Linked DNA regions of Callithrix jacchus: region 2 is linked to region 1. The links are chromatin contacts, called in public Hi-C maps. All regions are on one chromosome and are shown on one strand. Each heading gives the region's core, a stretch centred on a gene start, on an enhancer-like site or on the middle of the called end of the contact. The rest is flanking DNA. Distances are from core to core; before and after follow the strand shown. Region 1 holds the start of MED20 (mediator complex subunit 20). Region 2 holds the start of MRPS10 (mitochondrial ribosomal protein S10).

What was found. Hi-C and Micro-C count contacts between places; a contact is called where the count stands out from the background.
Region 2: a Hi-C map of skeletal muscle shows a contact between it and region 1, with 6 times the contacts expected there. The contact joins the promoter of MRPS10 here to the promoter of MED20 in region 1. A contact is called at or near these places in 2 of 3 Hi-C or Micro-C datasets (both in skeletal muscle).

What each region holds. Positions count from the first base shown.
Region 1 is chr4:50,422,046-50,428,613 of calJac240_pri, reverse strand. It overlaps MED20 (mediator complex subunit 20), which reads left to right and starts at 3,743. Exons shown (of 5, transcript XM_017971085.4): 1 at 3,743-3,857; 2 at 4,738-4,883. The coding sequence starts at 4,789. BYSL (bystin like) reads right to left here and starts at 3,364. Exons shown (of 7, transcript XM_002746535.6): 1 at 3,037-3,364. The coding sequence starts at 3,304.
Region 2 is chr4:50,730,524-50,737,091 of calJac240_pri, reverse strand. It overlaps MRPS10 (mitochondrial ribosomal protein S10), which reads left to right and starts at 4,258. Exons shown (of 5, transcript XM_035295637.3): 1 at 4,258-4,410. The coding sequence starts at 4,273.

The DNA of each region.
Region 1 (6,568 bases), core at 2,494-4,993:
GATGACTCACAGGCACCTCAAATCTCACCTGTCATCAACTAAACTTACCTTCTTTCCCTCCTAGGTCTACACTGCTAACCATCCACAGCTCAGCAAATGGCACCATTGTCCACCCAGTACTAAGCTTGGGAGGCGTTCCTGCCTCATCCCCTGCCCTCACCCTCAACACCCAATCAATTACTAAACCCTATTCAATTTTTCCTCATAGACTGTCTCTCACATGCTTCACAGCACCATCTACACCTAGATGAGCATCATCTCTTGCCTGAATGTATTCAACAGTTGCCCACTGGTATCCATGTTTCTGACCTTGCTTCCCTCCAACTCATTTTTCACTCTGCAGACAGCAATCTTCCAGAAGCAGGTATTTGATTTGATCAGGCCTGTACTTAAAATTCTCCAACAGCTTCCCATTCTTCCTATTGATGTTAGGATGGTTTCTGAATCTTCTTTAGGCTTGGCTTCTACCTACCTCAACATCATTCATTAACCCAGTCATTGAGCAAACACCCAGCACTTACTATATGTGAGGCAGTGTTAGGGGTGCTGGCTATATCCATGAACAAGAGAAACTAAAAAACTTTGTTCTTATACAGCTTACATTCTAACTGGAGGAGACAGTCTATGACCATACCACCCTGAACGCACTGATCTCATCTAATTGGAAGAGACAGACATAAATAAATGTATAAATATATTGGGTTAAAAGATAACTATTATGGGCAAGGCGCGATGGCTCATGCCTGTAATCCTAGCACTTTGGGAGGCCAAGGTGGCTGGATCACCTGAGGTCAGTAGTTTGAGACCAGGCTGGCCAACACGGCAAAACCCTATCTCTACTAAAAATACAAAAAAAGAAAAAAAATTTGCTGGGTGTGGTGTTGGGTGCCTGTAATCCCAGATACTTGGGAGGCAGAGGCAGGAGAATTGCTTGAACCTGGGAGGTGGAGGTTGCAGTGAGCCAAGATCTTGCCATTGAATTCCAGCCTGGGCAACTGAGTGAGACTCTGTCTCAAAACAAAACAAAACACAATGATGCCTATATAGATCGAGTGGAATGGGCAAAGGAGAAAGCAGTAGAAGAGGTCAGACTGGCAAGGAGGCAGATGGTATAGGGATTGTAGACCCCCGTACCCCAGCTGTTGAGTGTTCTGAAGAGTACGAGATACAGCAGGGCATGGTAGTTCACACCTGTAATCCCAGCGCTTTGGGAGGCCAAGGCAGGGAGGATCGCCTGAGTTTGAGACCAACCTGGGCAACACTATGGGACCTCATCTCTACAGATAATTAAAGCATTAGCGGCTAGGCGTGGTGGCTTATGCCTGTAATCCCAACACTTTGGGAGGCTGAAGTGGGCAGATCACCTGAGGTCAGGAGTTCAAGACCAGTCTGGCCAACATGGTAAAACCCCATCTCTACTAAAAATACAAAAATTAGCTGGACGGGGTGGCTCACACCTGTAACCTCAACTACTCAGGAGGCTGAGGCAGGAGAATTGCTTGAATCTGGGTGGCAGAGGTTGCAGGGAGCCGAGATCACACCACTCCAGCCTACGTGACAGAGTGACTGTCTAAAAAAAAAGAATTAGGTGGATACATGGTGGCATACACCTGTGGTCCCAGCTCTATGTGGGAGGCTCGGGTGGGAAGATAGCCGGAGCCCAGGAGATTGAGGCTGCGGTGAGCTAAGATTGTGCCACTGCACTCTACCCTGGGAGACAGAGCGAGAGACTCTGTCTAAAAATAAAATAAAAAGGAAAGGAAAGAAAAGAAAAAAAGGAGAATATGAGATACTATCTAGGAGGCTACTGTGATAATCCAGGTGAGTCTGTGATAATCTAATGTGAGAGACTGGTGGCTTGAACAGGATGGTGTTCCAAAGTGGTGAAAAGTGGTCTGATTTTGGATATAACTTGATGGCAGAGTTATCAGAATTTCCTTACAGATCAGATGTGGGGAGGGAGGGAGAGAGAGGAGTCATGTTTATCTTTAGCAAATGAAAGAATATCATGCTACTCACTGAGACAGTGGTGAGAGAAGCAGGTTTGGAGAGAAGGTCAGGATTGGTTTTGTACATGTTAAATTTGAGCTGTTTCAAATTGGAGGTGCCAAATAGGCAGTTGAATATAAGAATCTGGATTTCATGAAAGAGATCAGGGCTAAAATATAAAGTTAGGAGTAGTCACCCAAGAGATGGTATTGAAACCATGAAACCTGACAGCACTAGAGAATATCTGAAGAGAAGAGGTCAGAGGACTGAGGATAAGAGGTTGCAAGTAAGAGTCAGCCAACGATATTGAGAAGTGAGGTGGCAGTGAAACAGCAGTGTTGATGTCTTATAACCCAAGTAAGGATACTGTGGGCAGGAGGCCACTATTCAATTGTGTCAAATATTGCTTTAGATGAGATCTGAGAAGTGGATGAAGCACCTCAGAGGTAAGCACTCCCTCCCTAGTAAGAACCTATCAAACGTCAATTCATTTCTCTCCCTTTTTGTCTGCGAAACGTGTTTTCTGCTCATTACACTTCCCATTCGTTTTTCAGTTCTCAGCTTAAAGGTCCTACAATCGGAGAAGCTTCTCAAGACCAATGCTACTGTCACCAGGGAAACGATATTTTATCATGGAAATATATTATTCTAAGAGTCTACGTAATTGTCTCTCCGCTGGGCTTGACTGTAAGGTCCTTAAATCAGACGTGTCTGTATGTTGTTACTTCTGTACTCAAATATTCGATTGAACTTCGAGCATAGCGCAAAGCTCGTAGTAGGTTTTCCATAAATATTTACAAAACCAATGGATAAATGCTAAGAACACTTAGTGGCGCGAGCGATTACTTCCTATTGGCCTAACTTCGGGGGTGCCTAGAAGGGAGTGCCTAAAACTAGGAGTGGGCGCGGAGGTCTCTGGCCATTGCTTAGTCTCCCATTCCATTACTTTTGCAAGTCCCCTGCCGGACACTTTTTAGCTGTCCTCCCCCCCGCCCCCGGCCCCGCTGCTAGCCATTGTCTTGTTCGGACCTCATCCCAGACACTCACCCAGCCGCGTGGTGCGTTCCTGCGGCGCCGCGGGCTTGTCCCCAGTCCCATGCTCGGCCTCGAGCTCCTCCTGTTGCTGCCGTGCTTGCTGCAAAATCCGTCGGCTCAGCCGAGGCCCCACATACTCTTCCTCCTCTTCTCCGGTGCCACGACCCCGCCGCTTCTCCCGGACCCCTGCCCGCAACGCATTCCCAGCTAGGATCTGCTCAGCCAGGGGCGCATGTTTTTCCTGACCCCCGGCCCCACGGGTGGCCTTGAACTTGGGCATTTTTCTTGAAAATACTGCCGGGAAGGTTCGCACGTGGGGACGACGAAAAGGCCAGAATACACTTGGGTGAACTCCCACCTCCCAAGAGGCCACGCTGCGATCACAGCGCCCTCTAGCTATCGGAGGCCAGAAGCGCTATCAGCACCGCCCCTCCCACTAAAAGAGCTCCTGGGTTCCGGAGCTGGACTCCCAAATACATTTACTTCCTTTAACGTTGGCGTCTCTCAATAGTGCAGTCTAAGTCTCGTTCTTCTAGCTTCATGGATCTAAGCCTAGAGTGCTCAGCCAACCGGGAATTTCCGGAGCTAGAAACATGAGAGCGGGAATCCACTGATTATGTCACTGGAGGCGTCACCGACGGGTGCCAAGACACGCCCCATTCCTTGGGGAAGGCGTGGACCCGGCGCTCTGTTTTTACGTATTTCCGGAATCCCTTCTGCGACCGAAGCCTGTGTTGGGGAACTGAAGCAGTTCCTGTGGGCGGACTGGGAACGACGCATTTCTACTGTGTGATCCTGCCACCTTCCTGTCCCGACACCATGGGAGTGACTTGGTAGGACTGCAGGGGTTTTGTGGGGCGGGATTTGGAGTTGTGAAGGGCCGGGAAGAGGTCCTTGACCATGGCCCGCCGTCCTCTGGGAGCTGAGCGAAATGTCCTCGGGTTATCTGGATAAGAGGATACCGTGCGGGCCGCGGGTTCCCTGGGCCTTTTTCCTCGGAGATGCGCTCTTACCTCTTGGAAGGCGGCAGAGCAAAGGTTTTATACCAGGGACCTATCAATGGTTATGTACCTTCTTCCCTTATGGGTACATCTTCCTTCCCGTGAGGCCATAGTACTGTCTGCACTTGGACCTCAAGGTTGGAAATAGGGACTTTGGATTAGGACCTACCTGCAGACAGGGTTGGAGGGAGTAGGTTAAAAGCGATCAGGAGACAGTATTTTTTTTTTTTTTTTTTGAGATTTTCGCCTACCCTTGTCTCAGCCATCAAATGCAGTTAGACCAGCTGGTGTCTGTTTGTAATTTGCCCATTTTAAGATCTTGGGTCTAGAGGAAAAAAGAGGCTATTGATAAGAAGGAGATCGTGGTTCCAGGCACTCTTTAGGACCTGCTTCTCACTATGTTTAATTCCATGGTTGGTCTAGTTTCAATGGAGTTTTTATCTTTCATATGTTTTAAGTCTCAGTTGGAAGATGAGGTGGCAGGGAAAGGTACAACGCTCGCGGAGGCATTAGTTGTAAGGTACTAGGTCCCAGACATTTTTTTTTCTTATCGCAGGAGGTGTGAGCATCTTTCCTGTGGGAGAATCCCGGGGGCCAGGATATCTGAAGCCAGTGGCTGTAGCTCATATAAAAGCGTGTGTGGGGTAAATACTTCTCCTGGTAGCCCCGTTTCTCGCGGGTTTCTCAGTGATTGCACTCTTGTTTCCCACAGTTGACATCCTCCTCCTCCTGTGTTCCTTAATGGAAGCAAGATACGTGAAAGATGGAAATGGAACGGATGCAGCGTAGAACCCTGGAACCCTTTGCTCTTTCTTTAAAAAAAAAAAAAAAGAAATTGGGTCTTGCTATTTTGCACAAGTGGGTTTTGAATTTCTGAACTGAAGTGAGCCTCCTGCTTTGGTCTCCCAAAGTGTTGGCATTACAGACATGAGCCATTGTGCCCTGCCACCCCTGCTCTCAAATGGAAAAGGCAGCTCCAGGGAAAGGATGTAGGGCACGTTGGGAGCCTGATGTAGGGCTGATGGCCCCACAGGGTCGTGGGGTGAGCCTTATGCTGTGCTGAGGCGCAGGATCCGAGAAATAAAGAGACAGGACACAGAAGTACAACAAAAACGCAGCTGGGCTCAGGGTGGAGAGGGGGGCACACCACCTAGAAGCAGAGTCAGGCGAGGCCCCGAATGTCCAGAAGCATGAGTATTTATTGTGTAGGTTAGGGGGCAGGCCAGTGAGTGAAATCATCTTTAAGGATAGAGATAGGGTCGTGAGCAATAAAACATGGGGTCCACCCCCATGAGGTCACCTAGGCCAGGAGGTGGACAGTGCACAGCAAAGGGCCCGTTCCCACAAAGGCAAGGGCCGTGTGCAGTAAGGGGTCCACCCCCATTAGGTCACCGAGGTATGAAGGTGGGCCGTGCTCAGTGTGCAATACTTCTATCTATGGTCAAACTCCTTCTAGGAAGATTTATAGGAGGATGCTTTAAGTCACATAGCAGTGACAGAGCTGTCAGGGTTACCGCCACCTTCTGGCAGCTTCCAATGGGTCCTATGGGAAGATGCTTTTCAAGCAGCACAGTAGCAAGAGCTGATAAAGTTCACAGTCACCAAGGTGGATTGCCGTTCTGAGGGCAGCCTTCCACAAGAACGGGAGCAAGGTCCTACAACTCCTTCATGAGGAGGAGTGGCTCTCGTCCCAAGCCTGCCATACAGCGGGTATCTTTACGATACTGAACGCTGCCGCCTGGGCCATGGATTCTTGTCCTGGCATAACTGTTTTTCCCTTAAATCATGCTCTGCACAGTGTCTGCTCTTAGGCATTCCTCTGATTATAAGCTGCTTATTCCTTAATTCATACTATGTACTGTGTCCACTCTACGCATTCCTCTGATATGAACTAAGATATAGGTATACATGTAGGGAAATATTCTTTAGGCACTCATACTATTAACTATTATATGATTATATAGAGAAGATTATATAAAGGGATTTGTCAAGCCCTATTTCTATAAACTAATATATGACTGTATAAAGGATTATATAAAAGGAAATGGCTGAGTGGTAACACTATAAAGTGAGATATTCCTCAAGCCCTAACTGTGCCAGGGTTCTACTTAGCTCTCATTCCTCGGTGCCTATATGGGGGTTACCCACAAAGGGCTCTCTGTGGTAACCTTTAACAACTTTTTCAGAATCCTAGGACTTCTGTCCCTTGTAGCATCCGTTAGGGATTCTTTTATATTTCAAAATAAGGCACATTAGCAGCATTGTTTATCAGTGCTTTTTCTGATAGAGTAGTGACAATTTTTTTTTTAAGACAGAGTTTTGCTCTTGCTGCCCAAGCTGGAGTGCAGTGGGTGCGATCTTGGCTCTTTTTAACCTCTGCCCTCTGGGTTCAAGCAATTCTCCTGCCTCAGCCTCAAGTACTGAGATTACAGGCATGCACTACAACATCTGGCTAATTTTCTTGTATGTTTAGTAGAGATGAGGTTTCACCATGTTGGCCAGGCTGGTCTCAAACACCTGATCTTGTGATTCACCCATCTCAG
Region 2 (6,568 bases), core at 3,009-5,508, 310 kb before region 1:
TCCTTTATGTAAGAAAGAATCTTTTGGAAAGGGCTGTCTTTAAAAACAGAACAGCTGGCACAATCAAATTATGATTAACTGTAAAATATCTGATGTATCTATATTTACTTTTTCTGGACATAAAGCAAGGTTTCCTTGCGTCAGCTACTGAGAATCACTGGACTCCTGCCATGAGTTCAGATGTCTGGAAGTTTAGGCTGCAGGAAAGAGACCCTTAATGGATAGGCCAAGCTTCAGACGCTGTCCATGCCCACACCTTATGCCAAAGAGTATGGCTCACAGCCCTACGCTTAGTAAAACCTGATGTTGCCCCTTACAGTGACTGCTGTCTAGGCCCTAGGAAGTTGGCACTTGACCCCAAACCATGAGGCCCATATGCTGTTTGGTGACACATTTGGCTCAGCCCAGGAAGATGAGAGGACCAAATCAAATACCCACATTTGAGAATATGAATGGAGAAACGTGGCGAGCCAAAAGCAGCGGGCAGTGGCCACGCAGAGTCCCGAGAGAGCAGCAACTTATTAAGGTAAACAGTGAAAGCCCATCATTAAAAAAACCGCATTTGGCCTCAGGAGTGAAGAGGGTATCTAGTCCCTAAGACTGTTTTGAGCATACCTTTCCAGTTGCAGGAGCTGTCCAGACCACACAAGTCTTTAAAAATAAACCTCTATTTCTTCTGGAATGGTGCTAGGGTGGTGGGTGGGTATTTCTGGTTTTATTATCCAAGAGATTTAAATTGAACTGAACTGCATCATAGAATCAGCCCCAGTCCGCTGCAGAGGTAGAAAAGGCACTGGTTGTTTTGTTTTGTTAATACAGAGTCTTGCTCTGTCGCCCAGGCTGGAGTGCAGTGGTGCGATCTTGGCTCACTGAAACCTCTGCCTCCTGGGATCAAGTGATTGTCCTGCCTCAGCCTCCCAGGTGGCTGGGACTACAGGCATCCACCACCACACCTGGCTAATTTTTGTATTTTTAAGAGAGACGGGGTTTTGCCATGTTGGCCAGGATGGTCTCGATCTCTTTACTTCATGATCCGCCTGCCTCAGCCTCCCAAAGTGCTGGGATTACAGGTGTGAGCCGCCACGCCCGACCAGACACCACTTTTAAGATGGTTATTGGTTTAGCTGTAACTAACTTACTGCATGACCTTGAGTGAGTCATTTCACGTTGGTTTCCTCATTTATAAAATTAGGACAAAATCCATGTCTTCTGGTGAGGATCAGAGTAGGTAACTTAGGTGAAAGTCGTTTGCAAGCATTATGGTTGCAGAACATTTATCCAACTGAGGCTACTCAAAGGGGACAGAGGCAGGCCGAGGAGCCCTCACAGAAGTGCTGTCTGGACAGACTGACGCAAACTTTGGAAGCAGCAACGGAACTGGGGGTGGAGAGGCTGTTGGAAAACCCCATTGGCTAAGGGAAATCCAATTCACAGAGAGAACCTGATTCGAAGAAGGGCACTGGGCAGCCTGCCAACGTGAAGCATCGCTGAGTCCGGCAGAAGCGCACACAGGCTAAGTGTGCTGTTTTCATACTGTGGTGCAAGGCCGCTCTAGACTCTCTGCTACACCTCAAAACGGACTGAACTCTAATAAACAGAAGCCAGCCTGAGGGGCAGGAAAAGTGGTTTCTGCTCCTAGACCTTTTCTATCTCCTAGATAGGTGTGCTGTTGGACAAACTATTCTGCCTCTTCTTTGGTTCTCTTGCCTGCAAAATAGGGTAATAATAATTTTGTGGGAAGAAAAAAACAGCTTTATATTTGTATAATTCTTTTTTTTTTTTTTTTAATGGAGTCTTGCTTTGTCGCCAGGCTGGAGTGCAGTGGCATGATCTTGGTTCACTGCAACCTCTACCTTCAGGGTTCAAGCGATTCTCCTGCTTCCACCTCCCAGGTAGCTGGGACTACAGGCACACACCACCACACCAAGCTAATTTTTGTATTTTTAGTAGAGACGGGATTTCACCATGTTGGCCAGGATGGTCTTGATCTCTTGAAATCGTGATCCGCCCGCAACAAAATATTCTCATAAACTTGATCCTTTTATTTTTAATCTTCTCAACAGCCTTGTGAGGCAGGTGAGGTAGAAACTTCATGGCAGAAATAGTGGCTAACATCTATAGCGTATCATTACATGGCAGGCATTGTACTAAACACCAGACATTGGTATTGCATTGAATTCCCACAGCAACTACCGGAAGTAGCAACTACTGTTATCTTTTTTTGGACATATGAGAAAACTGAGGCTCAGGGCAGGGAAGTAACTTGCTCAAAGTCACTCAACTAAGTGGTAAACCTGGGAATAGAAACCAGATTTGAGTATAAGGCTAGAGTTTTTCTTTAGGCTAAAATGCATACATGAAAGCACTTTGGGAAAATAAAGCTTAGAAATGTGCACAAATGGGCCAGGTGCAGTGGCTAATACCTGTAAAACCAGCACTTTGGGAGGCCAAGGTGAGAGGATTGCTGGAAGTCAGGAGTTCAAGACCAGCCTGGGCAATATAGCAAGTCTCTGTCTCTACAAAACAAAAATAAAATTTAAAATGATGGCAAAAACCTGTAGTTCTAGATACTCCAGAGGCTGTGGTGTGAGGATCACTTAAGCACAGGAGTTTGAGGCTGCAGTGAAATATAATCAAGCCAGTGCTCTCCAGCCTGAGCAACAGAGGGAAATACTGTCTCAAAAAAAAGTACTATAGAAGCAGACCTTAAGATGAGAAGAAAATAAAATAAAATAATAAAAATAAATGTTTAAAAATTTGCACAGATGGAAGTTTTTTGTTTGGTTGGTTTTTTGCTTTGTTTTTGTTTTTGAGTCAGAATCTCGGTCTGTCCCCCAAGCTAGAGTGCAGTGGCTCAATCTCAATCTCAGTTTACTGCAACCTCTGCCTCCTGGATTCAAACAATTCTCCTGCCTCAGCCTCCCAAATAGCTTGGATTACAGGTGCACATCCCCATGCTAATACTTGTATTTTTAGTAGAGAGGGGGTTTCACCATGTTGGCCAGGCTGGTCTCAAAATCCTGACATCAGGTGATCCTCCTGTCTCAGCCTCCCAAAGTGCTGAGTGCTGAAATTACAGGTGTGAACCACTGCACCTGGCCTTTTCTCTTTTTTTAGAGTCTCACTGTGTCTCCCAAGCTGGAGTGCAGTGACACTATCTTGGCTCACTGCAACCTCACCTCCCAGGTTCAAGTGATTCTCATGCCTCAGCTTCCCGAGTAGCTGGGACCGTAGGCACACGACGATGACATCCTACTAATTTTTTGTATTTTTTGTAGACATGGAGTTTCACCATGTTGACCAGGCTGGTCTCGAACTCCTGACCTCCGGTGATCTGCCCACCTCGGCCTACGACAGTGCTGGGATTACAAGTGTAAACCACTGTGTCTGGCCTGAAGAAGTTTTTATTACAGCAAATCCCAGTTATAAATCTTTTTATTTGGAAAAAAAATTATGGTGGACATTAATAACTAGTCAAAACACTTTTGGCTTGTTGTAGATGAAGCTAGCCATTGCAAATTCCTACATACTAGAGTAACATAGGGAAATGAATAATTTAGAAAGATTAGTAGGATAGTGGTATACAAAATGGATGGAGCACAAGAATTCAAACTGGTGTGGGGAAGGCAGGATTAAGAACCATAATTAGAAAATCATTGCAATAAGGTAACTAACTGAGTGGCAACTACACCCAGTAATAGTGGCTGACTTTTCTTTCTCTTATTAAATATAGATTTTGTTAAAATTTTGAAAAATGCAGAAATAGGAAAATAAATTACCCATTATTCCACTACTTAAGTAAATGGTGTCAATATATTAGTTTCGGGCTGGGCTTGGTGGCTCACGCCTGTAATCTCAATCCCTTGGGAAGCCAAGGCTTGAGGATCACTTGAAGACAGGAGTTCGAGACCAGCCCACAAAATAACGAGGGCAATACAACGAGACCCCGTCTCTACAAGAAAAAAAAAAAAAAATTAGCTGTGGTGGCACGCGCTTGTAGTCCAGCTATTCAGGAGGCTGTGTTGGGAGGATCACTTGAGCCAGGAGTCTGAGGTTGTTTTTCCTAAAAGGAAAAAAAAATAAGTAAATAAATAAATAGATATATGTGTGTGTGTGCAAGCACACACAGACAATTTAAAGAATATTAAATGGGGCTTGGTAACTATACAGTCACCGGCCGAATCAATTCTATCAACACCGGCCTCGGCCAGCCAACATTCCAGCCCCGAAAGGCACGGGATCGTGTCTCTATGGTTGCTCCAGCGTCGGAACATGAGGATGTACGTTCTCTCCTTTTGCGGAACTCTATGGTCCGAGAACGCCACTGTAACCCCGGAAGGAATCCTGAGAGGTCGGGAGCGGCAAGATGGCGGCGCGAACCGCGTTCGGGGTCGTGTGCCAGCGCTTCTGGCAGGTACCGGGTGGGTTAGGGAGACTAGGAAGGCTGACCGCGATAGTTTCCCTGCCACCAGCCGCTCTGCCCATCAGGATTTTTCCTGATATTTATCCGTCACCTCGCGCCGTTTACAGGAAAGTGACGAGAAAGGGGCTGGTTTAATCAGAATTCTCTCATGGAATTAAACATAAATTAACGAATTCGGGTAAAGATAGGCACCAGGATAATCGTAGAATGTCAGAGCTGGAAAAGATGTTGTACTTCCTATGTTCCAAAACCCCTCCTTTCACGTTTGCAAAATAAGCTGAGGCTCAGAGAAGACAAGACATTTGCCTCGCGAAAATTAGCTGGTGCAAGATCTCAGACTCCATGGAACTAAATTGAGATGCATTCCTGGCACCCAGATTTAGAGGAAGGTCTCGAGCCAGAAGAGTGGGTTAGATATCCTCTGCGCAGTTATTTGGAGGAGAAGCAAAAACTTTTCAGCAGCGGTTCTCATGCTTTTTGGTCTTGAGATCACACTTTCGGAGTTGAGGAATCCAAAGAGCTTTTTTGCTTTTGTGGGTTTTAGCTATCTGTATTTAGCTTTTTAGAAAATAAAACTTAAGAATATGTGTTGATTTAAAAGTAACAATAACTCATTACGTGTTATAACTAACACTTTATGAAAAATAACTTTCTGAACAAACTGAGTGCGGAGCAGCAATGTTTTACATTTTTGAAGCTCTCTAATTTCCGGCTTAATAAAAGACAGCTAGATTCAAATCTGCTTCTGCATTTAATATTTTGATATATCACACCTCAGGCTGTTACGGGAAAACCTCACTGTACACTGGTAAGCGAATGAGTGGGAAAGTTTAAATAAAGTCTTAGTATTATGAAAATAGTTTTGATTTCCTGGATCCTCCGCAAGTGTCTCAGAGACCCCACAGACGTCCTCAGACCACATTTTTGAGAACCACTGTTTTTTCCTTTTGTTCACTATTACGGGATTGTGCTAACAGTTTATACAAATGCTAGAAATGGAGGTGTCATTTAGCCATCATTAGCCATGAACAAACCTTGACCTTTTATTCCATCATGTGTGTAACGTGGTGTGACATGGTTCCCTTTGGGCTGAAGACAGTGACAGCAGGATAGCAAGCAGTTGCTTGCTCTCCAGCGAGGCAAGGTCCTTTCAACTAAACCAAGGGTATAGGAGGCTTGCCTACTTTCAGGATGTTTTTTTAATAACCTGATCCACATGGCCTCTTCTTGCAGCTGCTACTAAATTTTCATTCAGAATATTAAGCTATGGTCCTTTTTGTAATCTTAACTCAAAATTCTAGGAGCTTAACCTCGCCTTTATTATTATTATTATTATTTTTTTTGAGACAATTTTGTTCTTGTTGCCCAGGCTGGAGTGCAATGGCACGATCTTGGCTCACTGCAACCTCCACCTCCAGGGTTCAAGCGATTCTCCTGCCTCAGCCTCCTGAGTAGCTGAGATTACAGGCATGTGCCACCACGCTCAGCTAATTTTTGTATTTTTAGTAGAGACAGGGTTTCACCATGTTGGTCAGTCCGATCTTGAACTCTTGACCTCAAGTGATCTGCCTGCCTCAGCCTCCCAAAGTGCTGGGATTACAGGCATGAGCCACCATGCCCCACCTGAGAACCACTGTTCTTAAAAATCAGATGGTGTTAGAGGTTGAAATTTCTGAACTGTTTCATTAAGACATTTACCCAGACAGCCCTCCCTTCCAAACCACCGCCCCCCTCCCACACACACAAACTCTCAAGAAATACAAAGAAAAATGCAATTTTAAAACTTCTTAAGGTTGATTCGTGGATGTAATAGCACTTTAAACTCCAGCTTTTAAAAGCAGAGGTCTTTAAGGCTGGGCGTGGTGGCTTATGCCTATAATCCCAGCATTTTGGGAGGCTGAGGCAGGCGTATCACTTGAGGTCAGGAGTTCCAGAACAGCCTGGCCAACATGGTGAAACCCTGTTTCTACTAAAAATACAAAAATTAGCTGAGTGTGGTGGCAGGTTCCTGTCATCCCAGCTACTCAAGAGGCTAAAGCAGGAGAATCACTTGAACCCAGGAGGCAGAGGTTGCAGTGAGCCGAAAATTCAGCCACTGCACTCCAGCCTGGGCAACAGAGGAAGACTCCGTCTCAAAAAAAAAAA